Linked DNA regions of Mustela erminea: region 1 is linked to region 2. The links are chromatin contacts, called in public Hi-C maps. All regions are on one chromosome and are shown on one strand. The core of a region is the stretch at or near the end of the contact, and the rest is flanking DNA. Distances in the headings are between cores, read along the strand shown. Region 1 holds the start of SYNGR1 (synaptogyrin-1). Region 2 holds the start of MIEF1 (mitochondrial dynamics protein MID51).

The links. Hi-C and Micro-C count contacts between places; a contact is called where the count stands out from the background.
Region 1: a Hi-C map of spleen shows a contact between it and region 2, with 4 times the contacts expected there. The contact joins the promoter of SYNGR1 here to the promoter of MIEF1 in region 2. A contact is called at or near these places in 2 of 3 Hi-C or Micro-C datasets (fibroblasts and spleen).

What each region holds. Positions count from the first base shown.
Region 1 is chr6:9,021,371-9,027,781 of mMusErm1.Pri, reverse strand. It overlaps SYNGR1 (synaptogyrin-1), which reads left to right and starts at 1,669. Exons shown (of 4, transcript XM_032346232.1): 1 at 1,669-1,932. The coding sequence starts at 1,834.
Region 2 is chr6:8,868,712-8,874,863 of mMusErm1.Pri, reverse strand. It overlaps MIEF1 (mitochondrial dynamics protein MID51), which reads left to right and starts at 4,402. Exons shown (of 5, transcript XM_032346230.1): 1 at 4,402-4,574.

The DNA of each region.
Region 1 (6,411 bases), core at 420-2,919, 160 kb before region 2:
GAGAAACTTCAGCGGACTCCTCCTTGAGCTCAGAGCTCAACTCGGAACTTGACTTCAGAACCCTGAGGTCATGACCTGAGTCAAAACGAAGAGTCTGACACTCAACCGACTGTGCCAGCCAGGGGAACCTGGAAGGCAAATTCTTCTTCTTCTTTTTTTTTTTTTTTTAAACAAAAGGTTTTTTTTTTTTTTTTTAACGATTTTATTTATTTATTTGACAGAGATCACAAGTAGGCAGAGAGGCAGGCAGAGAGAGAGGAAGGGAAGCAGGCTCCCTCCCTAGAAGAAAGCCTGATGCAGGGCTTGATCCCAGGACTCTGGGATCATGACCTGAGCCTAAGGCAGAGGCTTTAACCCACTGAGCCACCCAGGCGCCCCGAAGGCAAATTCTTTATCAGTTGTATGTTTTGTAAAGATTTTTCTCCCACATTGTGGTTTGCCTTCGTTCATTCCTGTTAACAGTGACTTTTGAAGAGTTTTGACGAACTTCAATTAATGGATTGTTTTCTCTTAAGGATCATGGTCTTGGCGTTATATCTGAGAATTCCTTGCCCAACCCAAGGTCACAAAATTTTCTCTTGTGTTTTCTTCTAGAAGTTTTATATAATCATAGCAGCTAGTATGAGGTTGTTGTATTAAATAGGGATAATATATGCAAAGGACTTAGCACAGGGCCGGGCACAGAATGAACCTTCGGTAAACAGCCTACAATGGACATTTGCCAAGGTGATATTTCTAAGACGTGACCTCACACCCACCACACATTTCCTCTGCACAGACCTGTGTCCTTTCGTCACAGAATGACAACACAGCAGCAAAGCATATCCTTGTCCAACCTGATCCTGGAACCAATGGAGGTACCTGGGCCATGGAGAGAGGGCCCTAATGACTGTAGGTCATGTCAAGGGCCAGACCTGGAAGGTGTTCTCCCACTGCAACTAGCACTCCTCCAGCCTACCTGTTCCCATGAAACCTGGTGGCCTCGCCCAAATTGTAATGCGGTTCTGGAGAGTAGGGTGTATTTATTGTGCACCTACTGTGTGCCTGGCCATTGGCGCCACAGACTAACAGAAGCAAACAATGAACAAATAATGATGTAATTAATTACTGAATTAAGGAAAAGGGTAGTGGGGAGGGGGAGGACACATTCATTAAATTTTTTTTTGCTTTTCCTCAGCCTCCTCCTCTGTACCAGATGTCTTGGGCCCCTCCAGGCGGGGGGGGGGGGGGGGGGGGATACGCAGACACAGGCGCCCACGGCGTGATGTCAACCTAAAAGCAAGGTGGAAACTGAAAGGTCCTTGGGGAGGTGGATGCTTCGGAGGTTCCGGAGAGAGGGGTTATTCATTCGTGGTCCATTCATTCATTCGAGAAATCTTCCGGTGGCACCTACTGTTTAGGAAAACAAACACGGACCCTGCCCTACTAGGTTGGGGGACAGACAGCGAGAGAAAAACAAATAACGCAGACGGTTTCAGTCAGAGCCTCAGGCACCGCCGGGCTGTGATGGGGCCGGCACGGCCCAGGAGAGCGACCGCCCAGGGGTGGGGACGTCCTGTATTTGCGGCACCCGCCCTGGCCCCGCTCCGCAGAGAGGTCACCACGCCAGCGACGAGCGCGCCCTCCACCCGGTCCGCAGCACGCGCGCCCCCGAGAACGAGCGCGCGCGACCCGCCGCCCGCCTGCGCCGCGGCGCCCTCCGCGCACGACGCCCCCTGGCGGGAGCCCTCGACCACACCAGCCGCGCGAGCCGGGGAGGGGGGCGGGGGCGCCGCGCACGCGCAGGGCCGGCGGCGCGCACCGAGCGGGGGGCACCGCGCGGGTGCAGCCACGATGGAAGGGGGTGCGTACGGAGCGGGCAAAGCCGGGGGCGCCTTCGACCCCCACACCCTGGTCCGGCAGCCGCACACCATTCTGCGCGTCGTGTCTTGGGTAAGGACGGCTGGGGTGGCCCGGCCGCGCTGGGGGTGGCGTGTCGTGGGGGCGCGGGCAGCGGCGGCGCGCTCGGACTGACCCCAACCCCGCCGGACCCCGGGCAAAGGTGCCGCAACCGGCGGGGAGCCTTCCGGACAGGGTGCCGGCGGCCGCCACCCCCCCCCCCCGCTCCTTCCCGGGCCCCGGGCGGGGGTCCCAGCGCTGGCGAGGGGCTCCCGCTCCTGCTGCCGGCGCCCTTGCTCCCCGGCGTCCCCGTTCGCGTGCGGCCCCGCATCGCCGTGACCTCCAGGCCGCGGCTATGCAGCTCGCGGCTGTGGTTGCGCGCTGCCGCCGGGCGGATCAGCGGCGGTGGGGATTGAGCCCGGGTCTCAGGTGGCCTTTTTTGGGGGGTGGATCAGGGCGTAGATCAACTCACGAGTGCACGCCACGTCTGCCGTGGACGTTCAAGGAGGAGAGGGCCGGAAACCAGGTTTGATGGCTTAGCCCGGAAGGTATGGAGCGATGCGCCGGGAGCCGGGGACCTGGCTTCCCCCGGGGAAGTGCCTCTCCTTCGCGGCGTGACCTTGGGCCGGGAACCACCCAAGAAATGTTTATGGGAAACGAGGAGTTACATTCGGAGGTGGGGAGAGGCAACTCTTCTCTCATGCCTCGGTTTCCCGATTTGTAGAGAGGTGGGAGGAGCTACCTTGGGCTCTGATATTTCCTGAATCCATGACTGCCCCCCAAGTACACCTGAATGCTTGTTGGGGGAGGGGGTTTGGACCTCAACCTGGTGCGGTCAGAATCCCCCAGCAGTAGGGGGGGTCCCTGCTCAGACCTGGGGCTCTGGGGGAGGAGGATGGGACAGAGACAGTGAGCACGGGGTGGGGGGGGGGTTCAGATGGTGTGGGCAGCACCCCAGGAGAAGAAGGCCAATGCGAAAGTGGGTGCCTTTGGCCCCCATAGGGTTTGCTGGCCATTGCCCAAACACCCTCACTGGAGGGTTGTGCCTCTGTGGGCCTGGGGCCTATTCCTGTGGGCCCACAGGGGGCTAGGACTGGAGACACTGGCCAGGGTCACTATCAGCGACCCCAAAGGACTACACCTAAGGCCAGCCACAGCCTCAGGGTGCTCAAGTGTTCAGGGTTTTCAGGGCAATATTAGGATCTGATGGGTGGGACAGCTTGGGTGTTTATCTCTGGCCTCCCAGAGAGAAAGGAAGCTAACTGTCCTTTGTCTGAAAATGTTAAAACCTCCTCCTGGCACCACAAGAACCCCCTTTCTTCTTAAGATGGGGAGCTTGCTGAGGGCAGGGAAGCCCCACTGGCTACATAGGGCCTGGCAGTGGGCCTGGCACCCCGGGCACATCCAGAAGGGTTTGTGGTACTGGATTCATTCATCTGTGCCAGTCTACAGCTCCCCAGCAACCCTGACTGGCCCTTGGCAGAGACAGAACTCCGGTGGTGGTGGTGGTGGGGACACACCTGCCCCATCAGGCGAGCCAGCTGTGTGCTCTGCTCCCCTTTGCCAGCCCCACTGGCTTTGTGAGGGGGTGTGGGCAGTTTGCCTGCTTGGGACACTTCTGCCTGTGATGGCTTCATTTAGCAAAGGTTCACCAAGTCTGCTGGGCGCCTAGGGAAGGCAGCATGACTCAGACGCAGCCGATAGTGCTCGGGGATCACACAGTCCCACTGGGAAGGGAGCCAGGTACCCCCCGGGCAGAGGCCGTGAGAGCCAGCAGAGGGGTACCCCCTGCCATGGGAATCAGAGAGGCTTCGTGGAGAAGCCTTTGATATCAAATTGGGCCTTGAAGGATAAGCAGGGCTTACCTCTGTTCATCACGTCTGGGTGCCAGAGAGACATTCCAAGAAGGAGGAAGGAAAAGTAACTATGGAGAGGCCGCTGGGTGCAGGGGGCCCGCGTGCAGTTACCCACCACTCATTCCCCTACGGCTTCTGCATCACTTGAGGAAGCAGGCTCAGACCCAAGGTTACTGAGCAAGTAAGCAGCAGACAGAGGATCTGAACCCAAATCTTGGAGTATCCAAAGCACATTGATCGCTTCTCCGGAAGCTGGAAGGGGTCAGAATCCTGGGTTTCAGGACTGGCCAGGATAAAGGTCATCTGGGCCAAGCACCCATCTAATCCCCAACCCCAACGGCCTCCTAGCTGTGCTTACTGCCTTTGTGTGAGCAGAGACAGCTGATAGAGGCTCATTGTCACCTTTAAAACATATATATATTTTTTCTGATCACAAAAGTAACGCCTGCTGATATCTGGAAGATAGAAACATCACTTGTGATGGTCACACAATATTAATGTACTGGGCATAATACCACCTCGTACCTAAAAATGGTGATGATGGTATATTTTATGTCCTGTCTATTTTACCATGATAAAAACAATCAGGAAAAAAATCACGTGTGATCCCACCTCTCAGAGAGGCCCAGTGCCTGCCTTCCAGTCTTTTTCGGAAAATGTGTGGTGCGCCGACATGTTCTAATGCGTTCGTGAGTGTGCGAGGGATGTAGCTGGAGACCTGACCTTGGCCCTGGTGTTCCATGGCGCCCCAAGAGGTCAGGGAGGCCGTGGACTTCACCTTGAAGCTAAGGAAGCCTGAGCTCCGGGCTAGGGCGACTGGTTCAACCTGGTTTGCTGGCACTTTCCCAGCTTTAGCCCTGAAAGTGCTGTGTCCTGGGAGCCCTGTGAGTCCCACACAAACCTGGACACCTGGTCCCTCCATCCAGGACCACATCTGGGTCCCTCCCTTGCAGCTGGGATACAGCCCTAACCCCATGTGTGCTCGTGGGCTGGGGATTTTGTGCCATTTGTTTCTGAAAGAGGGACCCCCCTACCCGGATCTACCCTGGAACCTGGGGTGGAAGCAGGTCCCCCAGCGCCTTCTCTTTGGCTTCCTCAACTGCCCCCTTCCCCACCCACTGGCCCCCAGGCCCAGGAGGGTGATTAGGCACAGCAGGCCTTGAACGCTTTGGCTAAATGGGGAGGAAGCTGGCAGCTGGCTGGCCCAGCTGACTAGGAGCCAGACTAGAACCTTCCATGTCTGGGGTGAGGCAGGGGATGGCCGAGGTGGGGCAGCGTTCAGGGAAAGCTCTGAGGGGCTGCTTCTGCCCCAGTTGTAGGGAGACAAGGCCGGTCCGGCTGGCGGCCAGGAGAAGGCTGCCCCACAGACCAGCTACGACCACCCCTGTGCCTCAGTCTCACCAGCTCATTGAGGAGGCTGAGCTAGGTCATAGGTGACCCAAGACTGCGGCCTGTCAGGGGACACCTTTCTTTGTTCTGGGCCCAGGTGGGGGCCCCGGAGCTCTGGCGGGGAGCTAGCTGATTTTATATAAAGGATCCCTCCTCTGTGGCCTTTGCGGTTTTACTTTTAGTGGGTCCTACTGCCGTGCGGGGAAGGAATATTGGCACTGGTGGAGAATAGGGTGGTTCGTGTTCTCATGTTCATTTGGAGCAAAACAGAACGCTAAAGTGTTTGAGATGTTGGTGTTTCTGGGGTTGATTTCCTGAACAGGATTCTGTGAGTAGGGCGGGTATCACCCCCCCCCAAATGACAGAATAAGGCACAATCTGGAGGTCTGTGGGGTTCATATTCAGTGTACCCCTTGTGGTCCCCCATCTACATTGCCATGGCACAAGGGGGGCTCGACGGGTTCTCGTTTTCATCCACACCCTCAATCACCCCAGTGAACGCTGACAGTAAAAGCTGAACTTGGTTTGGAAACACAGCAGCTTCGAGATGAGACACCCCCCCCCGTCCCCCCTCTGGTCCAGATCACGATTCCCTAGCCATCCTGCATCAAAATCCTGGAGGTGTGGAGTGGGGCAAAGGGGTCCGGGGTGGAGATGGAGCCTCTGGCCAGCTCTGGCATTCAGTAATTCATTCCGCAAATGCCAAGTCCCTGCCTGGTACCAGCCTGTGTGTCCCACCAGAGACACTCTCAGTCCAGTGACACGTACTCCTAGGAGGCCCGAGACACCACAAGAAGAAAATCCAGTAGCGGGTAGCTGCCTCTGCGAGTGGGATATGGAGGACTTCCAGGGGGAGGTGACTGCTGAGTTGGTTCTGATAAAGATGCTGGGAGGGAACATTGCAGGTGGAAGGAGCAGCAGGCGCAAATGTCAGGAGCTTGAGGTCCGAGTGGGCTTTAGAAATGATGGGGAGCTCTTGGGGGTCCCCGGTGTGCGAATGAGAGTGCCATCATACTCTGTGAGCAGGCCCTAGGGTGGCAGGCAGGGGGTGCTCACCAAAGACCTCGGGTCACAGAAAGGGATTTCAAACGGAGAAGAGCTCCCCGTGGCTGCCAGGGGGAGATGGGGCTTAAGGTTCTGGGAGCGAGTGTTCTCATAGGAATTGGGTGGCCTCATCCCGCCTGTGCTCTCCAAGCACCTGGCACAGCCGGGTCACTAACTCAGGGAGCGCTGCCCGGCCAGAAGTAGATCACATGCTCCTTTGTCCTTTATCACTAGCAGTCTTGGA
Region 2 (6,152 bases), core at 3,153-5,652:
CCCCCTGCCCGGGTGAGGAGTGTAGGTGATGATACTCCCTTGCGGGCTCACTCTCTGGGCCTCCCCGCCCTCCTGCAGCTGGAATGCTGGAGCACCTGCTCCCACCCCAGCCCACCCCACCCGCTTTTCCTCCCTCCAGCTGGCCTCACCTCTCACCCTTTCCTCTCCCAGCAATGTCACTGTCTTCCTTTCTACCTTCCCATTTACTCCTTGCCCCCTGTGCTCTCACTTAAGGGATATACTCTGGGACCAGCCCCTAACTGGGCAAGGCTGATCTCAGACTGGCTGGAGTACTGGCCTCCATGGCTGCGGCAGCATCCTCCTCTCCCTAAGCTTCTAGGACACCCCGTTCTTCTGCCGTGTTCTCTCTGCTTCCTCGGACTTAGACATCAGCATTCCCAGGTCTCCCCCTCTGCCCCCCGTGTCCTCCTCTTCCTCCACACCTGCCCCCAGTGACTTCCTCTATCCCAGGAATTGTTCAACCCCCGGAGCAGAGCTCAGATCCTAGTCCTGCCATTTATGGCTCTTGGAGGTCCTGGCTCCTTGGACGTAACTGGGGAAGTGACAGTCTTATCCCCACACAGCTGTGCTGAGGGTCAGGCAAGAGCTGGTACACAAGCAGCTGTGCTCACTCCTACTATCTGCTGATGGCGCTCTCAAGGGGCACTGCGGTGGCCTGGGGACAGTTCTCCTGCAGGTCTCAGCCCATCAGTCTACTCCCTGTAAAGAGACCAGTCAGCTCTCTCCCGGACGAAGTCTGAGCCTAGCGCGAACTTCCCCCTTGCTGTTGGCTCAGGCCCGATTCCTGCCTGTGGCCTGCTGGGCCCCGCCCTCCTCCCGTCTCATCTTGGACTCTCCTTCCTGTGTTCTCTGGCTCTCGTTCTTTGAACTCTGCAATCGGCAGAGACCCCCCCCCCCACCCACCTTCGGACCACTCCTGCCCCCATACCATCACCTGAACTCCCTAAGGCCTCAGCCATAGTTTTATTTCTCATTACAGATACATCCTTACTACATACCAGATACACTCGGCTTCACTCTCCCTCCATCTTAGCATGAGTTGATTTCAAGGTCAGATTGCTTAGGTACCTTCATTAATCCCCATTTAAGCCAAGACACAGAGCAGTTGAGAACCTTGCTGAAAGTTTCCCAGCTGTCAGGTAGCAGAGCGGGGATTCAAACCCACGACTAACCTCAGACTAACAGTGCCGGCATAACAGCCAGAAGCACACCTTGCTGGCTATTACGGTCTCCCCGGGAAACCTCAGCATGCTCGCTGTCCAGCTTTTTTTTTTTTTTTAAGATTTTATTTATTTATTTGTCAGATAGAAATCACAAATAGGCAGAGAGGCAGGCCGAGAGAAAGGGAAGCAGTCTCCCTGCTGAGCAGAGATTTCCCAATGTGGGGCTCGATCCCAGGACCCTGGGATCATGACCTGAGCCGAAGGCAGAGGCTTTAACCCACTGAGCCACCCAGGTGCCCCTCGCTGTCCAGCTTTGGGTCTCATCCCTTTACCTCCCTTCCCAGTTGGTGCCCACCCAGCCCTGCTTCTGCACTGGGTCACAGGATCTTCTGGTTCCCACAGCATCTGCGAAGGCTCCTCTCTGAGCACCTGTCTGTGTACCTGTCAGCCTCCCCTCTTGACCCTGGCCCTCTTGAGGACAGGAACTGCCTGTCCTGCTTTCACCCTCTGGGGCCCAGACCCTTGACCACAGAGGCTTTCCAGGACCAGAGGGCCACAGCTTGAGACTTGCCCGAGTTTCTGACCTGGAACTGATATCCTGTGTTTCCAAAATTTGTTTGTGGGCCAATATTCCCATGTCCCTATCCATGCACAAGACAGAGACAGACAGACAGACACACACACCTCATAATACAAGCCTCCACTTACTGTGTGCTCACCCAGTGTCAGGCTCCCGATGACCCCTTGCACACCTTCTCACATTTAATCCTCAACAGCCCAAGGAGACAGTCCTTTTATCTCCATCTCCAGGTCACAGATGAGGAAACCAAGGCACACGAAGCTTAAATCACTTGTCCCATGCCCACTACCACCCCACTGCCTTGTTCAAATTCAACTGGAATGGACTGGCCTGAGTCAGGAAAATGGTCCCTCTCCCCTAGGCCCTGTCTTTCTGGAAAACATTCATTCATTCATTCGTTCATTCATTCCATAATGAAAAATCTGCTACTGGTGTGAGTCACTGCTCTAGTGAACGAGGGCTTCCCACTCACCCTCCATCCATGACTCCGTAAGACACCACAGCCAACATCCACATGTACAACTGGGTTATGTCAAAGCTGCAGTATTCGAGAGATCCCAGAGGGCTCCTTGTCCCATCAACCTGGTGGGGCCCTGACATTTGGATCAGTGCTCCTTGCAAGCGTCTCGGGCCTACAAAGTCACCATGGATTCGTGGGGGTGTCAGATGCCTGCCTCACTGCCCTCCCCCATTGTCATGGGAGCGCTGGGAGCAGGAGTGAGTGTTGTGAGTCTGGAAGTAAAGTTTAGGGAGAGCTGACCTGAAAGGCAAGCCCCTGGGGAGCCTCTCCCCTTCCCTCCTAAAAATAATATTCTATAGAGCGGGAGGGTCAGAAGGGATATGAAAGGTCACCGGGTCTTCCAGCTGGAAATGTCACCAATTAGAATTATTTGGGTCACAAACTCATTTTTTTATTGAGCAAAGTAGGGCAGCCGGAAGGGTAGAAGGAACACATGTTTTGGGGTAAGACAGACATGAGTTCTACTGTGAGCTTCTCAGTTGCCTAGCTCAGTGTCAGAGAAATGAGCAAACCCCTCTGAGTCCTGGGTTTTCCATCTATAAAATGGGGATAAAGATGCCTACCAAGCAGGACCGCTGGGATTAGATATAATACAATGTTTGTAAAGCATTCATTCCCAATGTCTGGCACATAAGAGGTGTTTCACAAAGGCACTATAAGTGCCGGGGACTGCCACACTGTGAGTGTGAGGGGAGAGAATTGTTGAATTTCATCCTGGTCTCCCTATGCCAAGCTGGCTCCGGGGGATCTAGACCCTAGCCTAAGAGCCTCAACTCCACACCACCATTGCTCCTAAGTCTTAAGCCTCTCTCCTTGAGGCCCACAACTGGATCCTTCCTTTCCCAGAAAGGAGGGGTTCACCACCTCTCCAGTGCTGCCGGGTTCTCTATAACACAAGGTAGTCTCCCCTCATCTGAGTGGAGACCTGAGGTCCCTGGAAAACAGCCTTCTTCTAGCAATTTGGAATGCTTGGAATATGCTCCTAACTAAGCTGGCAGAGGGAGGCAGCCGGGTAGCTGCTCACGCGGAACCCCAAAGCCACAGTGACCCTTCTCTCTCATGCACCACATGAGCAGTGGCTCTCCCTCCAAAGACTTCCGGGATCTGACCACCTCTTCCCTCCACTGCGGCCTCCTTGGTTTGAGCCCCTGTCCTGTCCCCCCGGGGGGCTTCTGTCACAGCTTTCTGACCAATCTCTCTGCTTTAGCCCTTGATGCCTTTAGTCCTCCTCCAGCCAGACTGAATCTGTGGCAATGGCACTCAGGGACTCTGCCCGAAGATGGACTTGAAAGTGAAGAAAGCGCCTGCTTCTCCTAAAGCAGAAGCCATAGCAAAGGCTGTGAAGGCCAAAAAGGCAGCATTGAATGGTGTTCACAACCACAGGGAAATGGGAAGTTCCACATGTCACCCGTCCATGTAAGACAGCCGCCCCGGCCTGCTGGCCCACCACACTCCCTTCACCCCAGCCTCTCACAGCGGCGGTCCTCCCAGCTGGTCTCACCTCCGGGGTCAGCCCTGGCTTGAAGACAGGACTCCATCTTTCCTTCCTGCAACACCTGTGGCAGTGCCAGGCCCAGTGCCTGACAAGGATATGTTGCAGAAATCAATGGAAGTGGCCAGGAAACTGCTCCCTAAGTACCCACCAGCTCCTCTAGATACTTTTCAATTCTCCTGAGTCCCAGGCTGAGGTTAGGGAACTTGGCAAATGGCAGTCCTTAAGTGGTGGAGCTGGAACTGGGAGTGCCCCGGGGCTGTACTCCAAACCTCCCTTGCCTGGCCGCACTGGGCACCATGGAGATGCCGTGGGGAGCGGACGTAAGGATTCCGTAAGACACGGGTCCTGCCCTCGAATCTAGTGAAGAGAAGCAAATGGATAAATTAAATAACAGCCCTCGGCACAAAACTGGTGCCAATAAATACATTTTGCCCTTGAAGGGTTTCGGAACCCCCGCCCTGTCCCGCCCACCGCACCGCGGTTCTCCAGGTGGGCAGGCCCCGAACGGCCCCCGCGAGCCTGTCCTTGGTGACGTCACGCATGGAGGCGGGACGGAACCCGCCTGAGGGGGCGTGGCCCGGTGAGGCTCTAGGCCCCGCCCCGAGAGAGGTCTCGGCCGGGAAGAACGGAAGTCCTCCCGCCTCCGCCCGCCCCCACGCTCTCTTCAGTCCCTCCCCTCAACTCCGTGCGCAAGGTCGTGTCCCGGAAGTGAAGGGGCCATGTTGGTGGGTGACCCCGGGAGAGGTACCGGGCGAGAAGCGAATTCCGAGGAGTGGTAGCGCGCGCAGTCCGCGGGTGAGTGAGGGGAGGAGCGGGGCTAGGGGCCCGGGGCTCGGCGAGCCTCCGCTCGGGACCTCGGCCGGCGCCCCCCAACCTGGCCACCGGGTGTCTTGCCCCAGACCGCTCAGGTTTTCCCCTGGGAGGCCGCTCCGTGGCCCCGCCCCAGCCTCCGGAGGCCTCCCGGGGCTCGCGAGCCGGCCTGCCCTAGCCGAGGGTCTCCCCATCCCGCCTCGGCCTGGCCCCCCAGGGTAGGGGCAGGAACTGGGAACAGGCCAGGGCACAGTCGCCCAATTGCCGAGCGACCTTGTAGTAACAGCCTTCGCGTGACAGTCGCCTCGAACCTCATAAAGCACTTTTCCTATGGATTTTCTGGATTCATGTCTCCCACTCCGGGGGGCCCTTGGGGCTGAGGGGAGCTCTTCTACAGTTGAGGAAAAAAGGACGGGGACGGTGGCTTGCTCAGGCTCGCGCAGGAAGTTAGTGAGGCCAGACACTGATGGCTGACCGACTTTGGGCTCAAAGTTCAGATCAGATACCTCCTCATTCAGTCTTATTTCTTTATATCTGAAATAGAGGTGATCATTTTTTCCACATAGGGACGTTAATTCTTTCATCCAGAGTATTTTGGGAGGGGGCCCTTATATGTGCTGGGAGAGTTTGTGGAGCACCTGTGCTTTACATGGTATTGCCCGAGCAAATGGTAACTATCCTTACAGCCGCAGGCAGAGTTGGGGTTAGGAGTGCACCCTCCTTTCCAGTTGTGTGCCTGTGGGCAAGTTACTTCCCTCTGGGAGCTTCAATTTCCTCCACTTAAAATGGGGATAATGACACTGGGTTTGTTGATAGAACAAGGTGTGACATTCTGTGGGATGTGCCTGGAACTCGGGTGGTATGTAGTAATCAGTAAGTGTTCGTTGTCATTGTTGGGAGCCCTGACCACCTCATAGGTTCCTTAATTTAAACGTGGTGATGAATGACAAGGCATTTTATAAATGACACTGTACCTGTGTGAAGATTCATTACTGAAAGGAGATGGTGGCGGTTTTTGTGTAACTAAATGTAATATTTATTGAGTACTTACAAACCAGGCTAGGCCCCACTAGAAATAAATAACACTGATCCAGTATGTGCCAAGCACTATTCTAAAGATTTTTTATTTATTATTTGACACAGAGAGATAGAGATCACAAGTAGGCAGAGAGAGAGAGGAAAGCAGGCTCTCCGCTGAGCAGAGAGCCCGACGTGGGGCTCGATCCCAGGACCCTGAGATCATGACCTGAGCCGAAGGCAGAGGCTTAACCCACTGAGCCACCCAGGCACCCCATGCCAAGCACTATTCTAAACACATTTACATATGTAACTCACTTAATTCTCATACCAACCATGTGGGCAGAATACAGTCGTAATCCTCATTTTGCAAATGTAGAACTGAGGTGAGCACAGAGAGGTTAAGAAACTTGCCCAAGGTAATCCTTTCACGAGTGGTGGTGTCAGAATTCAAGTTTGGCTGAGATCCCTTGCCTTCAGCCACTCTGGACCACCCCTTGTGGTGAAGTTCTATTTTAGAGGCTTTCCGTGCATTATCTCACGCTG